Regions from separate parts of the Danio rerio genome. Here region 2 is linked to region 1. Evidence: chromatin contacts called from public Hi-C data. All regions are on one chromosome and are shown on one strand. The core of a region is the stretch at or near the end of the contact, and the rest is flanking DNA. Distances in the headings are between cores, read along the strand shown.

Evidence for each region. A called contact is a pair of places that touch in the nucleus more often than the background predicts.
Region 2: a Hi-C map of embryo shows a contact between it and region 1, with 2.2 times the contacts expected there. The contact joins the enhancer-like site here to the promoter of bdnf in region 1. A contact is called at or near these places in 4 of 18 Hi-C or Micro-C datasets (caudal fin, embryo, skeletal muscle and 1 more) and 1 of 4 datasets of contacts at active chromatin or transcription factors (caudal fin).

What each region holds. Positions count from the first base shown.
Region 1 is chr7:31,987,745-31,990,581 of GRCz12tu, forward strand. It overlaps bdnf (brain-derived neurotrophic factor), which reads right to left and starts at 1,275. Exons shown (of 3, transcript NM_001308649.1): 1 at 890-1,275; 2 at 1-174. It overlaps LOC103911387 (a long non-coding RNA gene), which reads left to right. Exons shown (of 5, transcript XR_012383336.1): 4 at 2,733-2,837.
Region 2 is chr7:32,349,522-32,352,221 of GRCz12tu, forward strand. All of the region lies in intron 1 of LOC141375386 (a long non-coding RNA gene), which reads right to left. It also overlaps a transcript of mettl15 not described here. Among named protein-coding and RNA genes, the nearest start is that of lgr4, 67 kb to the right of the region's middle. Within about 2 kb of position 1,395, at least 10 of the 62 cell types and tissues checked have an H3K27ac peak or open chromatin away from gene starts, as enhancers often do.

The sequences.
Region 1 (2,837 bases), core at 25-2,524:
GCTTTTCCTCGCGTTTGTTTGTTTGTTTTGTTTTCTCACGGGTCTCCCTCCGAGAGCAAAAAAGAAGGAAAAAGTGAAACAATCCCTAGCTTTGGCAAAACACAAAAGGCGAAGTCCACTCACTCCGTGTTAGTCCGCAGCGTTCAACGACTCCCGGTGCCTCTGTCCAAAGTGCTGAAATCATAGCACAGCTAAGGTTACTTAGAGGCAAAAATCTATACTTTCGTTAAGTGCCACTTGATATTGCTTTACTCTATTGCTTCCCCACGCCTTGTCACGTGAATATATCCTTGGCAAGCCCGTCCTGTTAATATTTGATCACATGTTGGCCGGTCGTTTTCTTAACAAAAGAATCACTTATCTGAAAAGTCGCTCATAACCCTCTAAAGAGGGGTCCCCCAAAAGGCTTGCAACCCGTGTCCCCAAATCACACAGTAATAGCGCCTTGGTGCTCTGCTTTTGTCCTGCAGGGCAGATGGACATGTCTACACATGTTGCCTTTTTCACTGAGCACTTGTAAAAACGACATTTAGTATAAAGGCTAAAAGCCCAACAGGCATCAAAGCGCAGATTGGCACACAGAGCAACAAAGGCAAAACCAATTAGAATGTATATTCTCTACGGCTGCGTTTGCTTTACTCGGATTTTCCCCCTCTATCTACGAATCCCAGAAAACAGCAGCATTACAAAGTTTTACATTCACGTTAGCAAAGCCGAACCCTCGATTAAGTAGCCTTCAGCGTTTGGGTCCATAAGCACGAGAGCACTCGTATATGTCGTGCATCATCAAAATCTGTTCTTCTGAAAGCAACCCTTCAGTCAGTGTAAACACAAGCCATGCCTTTTGGAGTAATTATTCCTTTAAGTGTAGTATTTCCATGCAACTTACCATTTTCCCCTATGCTGTCCTGGAGATAGAAGTGTCTTAATATCCACACACTCCAACAGATGCTGGTAGGTAATGTGTCTTGTTTGAAGTCATCATATGAGAACTTCTGCCGTGCTCAGAAGATCGCCCACCACTTGGGTGACTTATGAATCTAATAACCCTTTGCAATATCCTCGTGCTTAAACTCTCTTACACCTTGGCGACTGTGCCGAGAGGACAAATAGAAACCAGTCGCGATTTACCCAAAACCCCTATACAGATTTACGCAGTGCCCTCGCTCAGAGAAACGCCGTTAGTGCTCTTACGTGATTGAAATAAGCGAAGGCGGTCAAGTTTAGGTGGGAACTAAACTGACCAGCAACTACCCCGAGACGCTGGCTGAAAATGAATGACCATTAGAAAAGTTGCGCATCCAAGACAGCAATGTGCACTTTTTTTTCGCGCGTCTCTGCGTGCATTGCGCGTGATATGTCAACATTACGCGAAGCCTACAGTTCACGACATTTTCAATCTGGCTGTTTTCCCAGCTGAGGGAGATCAGGTAAGATTTCACAATCTTATTTTCTGCCAAGTAGGACTAAGTTCTCGGGAGACTTGTTGCTGCTGCTGCAAAGCTGTGCTATTGAAAGCCAAACAGAGGAAAAACATTGTTTTAAGTACCATACTTACATCTGTGCAATACAGTTTTGAGCTTCGTTATGTGTGTACTATAGCAAATGGAAAAAAAAGCTGAATCCTCCTCAGTCTTGAGGCACGATGTCAACTTAAATAAATGACAACGTTATTTTCCCCCGTACGCCTTTATCTTGACCTAAAGTAGGGAATGGAAGTCACGAAATCCAAGTACGACCGTTTCTGTTATCAGTAAAATTCCATCAGAGCACGAACACTAATCTAATTGTTATGCAGTGACGAGGCGCTATGCTTGGATGTGTTCAAATGTGCTGAAAAGTAACATGAGTAATTGGTGGTATTTACCCGCATATGAGCCAAGATTCGTTCGAGCCCGATAGTTGTAAAAGACATGAAACGCTATTGTATTTATAACTCACAGCAACAGTAAACAGTATGCTTGGACCACAGACGACACGCACAGCAAACGAACTGGAAGCAAAGAAAAGGAGAAAAAGTTTAAAAGATCAGTCAACAGACCTGTTTCTCAGATAAACCTCTCCTCTGGTCAGCATCAACAGACATTGTGTTCCCATAAGTCTAAGTTCATTCATTCATTCATTCATTCATTCATTCATTCATTCATTCATTCATTCATTCATTCATTCATTCATTCATTCATTCATTCATTCATTCATTCATTCATTGTTCCATTGATTATTGCCCTAAACAATGAACATAGCAAACAAAATCTGACTGACTTGGATCTTATAGTGGGATTAATTAATCCCTTCATATTAGGCAGGGCATTAATTCAAACAGATTGGCTCTTTTTCTTGTCTTAGTTTTTCTCGTCATGGCTTTGCTTTTGTTTAAGAAAGACTGATTACACACAACTGCATTTCTCATGTCTGCCTGTCTTTCTAGAATATATTCCAAGTTTAAGAAGTAATTCCCCTAGTTTTCCCAAAAGTTTTAAAAATCACTTTTAATGTAATTTCTGTGTCTTTACGTACAGAATAAGTTATGATGATATGGACAGCTGTTTCTTTACTAAAGCTGAAACAAAACAATACAATACTGTTTTGGTGACATAAAGTACCTTGGGCAATATATTCTGTTAAATATGTATTTATTCATTTGTTTTTATTTATTTATAAAAATTTTGTACATTTGTGACTGAGCTTCCCGCCTCACATTCATCCCTGCGTAACTCGTTTTGCTCTTGCAGGTCTTGCTGCACTGCAGACAAACATGTACTAGTTGTCCATGATCGCATGTGGATCAACAATGCTCTCTCCCTCAGGACGCATTGACAAACATGGGCATTTTTGAA
Region 2 (2,700 bases), core at 145-2,644, 360 kb after region 1:
GCTCCGCTCAGTGTGAGCTCTCCCTGTTGTGAGGGCTTAAATGTGTGCGTGTGTGCGTGCGTGCGTGTGTGCGTGTGTGTGTGTTTGTTTGTTTCTTTGGTGCTGTCTATGTTTGTGTATGTGTTTGAATGAGAGACATTGTAGTACTGTGTGTTTATACAGACAGCTTGTTATAGCCTCCTCCCAAAATGTAACACTGTATTGGAAAGCATCGTCAATGCACCGTGATGCACCGAGATATCGAATTGAACCGAATCGAAGGCATGATAATCGTAAACGAACCGAACCGTGAGACCAGTATAGGTTCACACCTCTACTTTAGAGCTAGTATTTGAATGATTCTCTGGCATAATGTCTAAAGTGATGACAAAAACAGGTGATTTTGCTCACCTTTTAGGATTTATAAGGCTGAACAGTATGAACTGTTATCAGTCTACAGAGATTTTCCAGTATTTCTCTGTTGATATTGGGAGATCACTATAATTAACCCCGAAAAAGCCAAAGCAACACAATCACTACCAGATTACTGTTGTGTTTGCAACAAGGAAACACACTAAACACATGCAGGAATTTCTTCTTTCTTTCTTTTTACTAAACTAGTCTGCAGCCATGTAAACAAAGGACTCAAAAAGATGGCCAACCAAAAAGTAATGACAGTTTTACAAAGAGTGGCCAACATAAAATACATACATTCCTCATATGAGTCCCATTTCACACTCAATACACTATAATTACTATGGTATAAATACAGCACTGCAACAAAAAAGAGAGATCGACTTTATTTTATAATGATTTTATCAGCTGTAGTTAGAAATTCCGTCAACCTTTTCTCCTCTAAGAGCTTATGCGTTTTTTGTTGCCATCTTGTGGATGGACAACGTCAACCATTTTTGCTCTCCTCAATGACAGGCTGATGGTTGCCAATGCGCTGTATCTCCAAAATTATAAATATTTAAAACAGGCGCTCTCCTTATAAATAAACGGCATAGATACAATCTAAACAACTACATCCTCGCCTAAAAAAGCCTCAAAAGTATTTTTTGTTGTCCAACAGCAGCAATATTTGTCGAATTCTAGTGAGTTTATTCATCTACTGTCACTATTTGGGTAATACAGAAGGGTGGAGAGGCTGTATGAATTCTTATATTGCATAATATCGCACAGCAATCAGCCAATCAGATTCAAGAAACAGACAGAACTGTTGTATAAAAGAAGATATCTTTATAAAGTAAATGAAGGGTGACTGCTGTTATTTACACCATTGTAGTGTTTTAGGTATGTCCACACAGACAGATCCGCGTCTGCGAGAAGAGTTAATTAGTTTCAGGATAAGAGCCCAAGGCTGATCTCTTTAACTATGGTAATGCCTTAAAGAACATTAATCACCACATGCGCTGCCTCTCTCTCCGTGCTCCGTTCTCTCCCCTTCAAGCTCCATTACACTGAAGATTGACAGATGAGGCAGAGAGAACGCAGGCTAATGAAAGCTCTCTTAGGCTGATGCTGGTTACAGAGGGACAAATGAGGATTTTATGAGAGCCTCTTTAGTACACTGTGGACCTACACCACACACAACAGAAGCTGCTTGCCCTGAAGGCAGAGAAGCAGACATGGGACAAACTGTTTAGACAGGCGCACTACATCAACACAGACACATCTTTCACATGCGCTCATCAGCACACTAATAAATATACAAGCAGATGATCTAGCTGTGGAAAAATAATCTGAATATAGGATAGAAGGAGAAAGCTGCAATATTCATAAATCTTAAGATGATTGACTGAGGGATCATGATTTGTAAAGGTGTGCAGTTGTACAGAAACAGGATGATCTGAGCTGCCTGGGTGTATTTGGGAATGGATATGCAGTTGTCCTGAAGAAATTTGACCTGAAGAAACCTGCAGAAACCCTGGATGAATGAGATACAGAATTGTTGTATAATAATTTTGAAGTGGCGACGCAGTGGCGCAGTAGGTAGTGCTGTCGCCTCACAGCAAGAAGGTCGCTGGTTCGAGCCTCAGCCAGGTCAGTTGGCGTTTCTGTGTGAAGTTTGCATGTTCTTCCTGATTTCGTGTGGGTTTTCTCCGGGTGTTCCGGTTTCCCCCACAGTCCAAAGACATGCGGTACAGGTGAATTGGGTAGGCTAAATTGTCCGTATTGTATGAGTTTGTGTGAATGAGTGTGTGTGGATGTTTCCAAGAGATGGGTTGCGGCTGGAAGGGCATCAGCTGCGTAAAAAAAAAATAATGTGCTGGATAAGTTGGCGGTTCATTCCGCTGTGACGACACTGAATTAATAAGGGGACTAAGCCGAAAAGAAAATTAATGAATAATTTCGAAGTTATGGATACACCTAATCCTTCGAAAGTGATCATGAGTTGATAATACATTGTCATTATAACATTGTAGTTTTTTGTTTCAATTTATTACTGGCATTAAGTAATAATGTGAATAATCCTGAACCAGTAAGCAACAGGTTCAGATGTCACAATTATTACAGTACATGATGTGCACATGATTAGCTCTTATTAAGAAAATATTATAAATTTTACAGTGCAGTATTACACTGAAAAAATATTCAAAGATAGTTCCTTGGAGATTTTGTTTAAATTCAACCCATATAAATTATTTGCAACAGTTTTGAAGAAATCTTTTTTTTTTTTTTTTCAGTGCAGAAATCATGTCAGCGAGCTGATGTTCA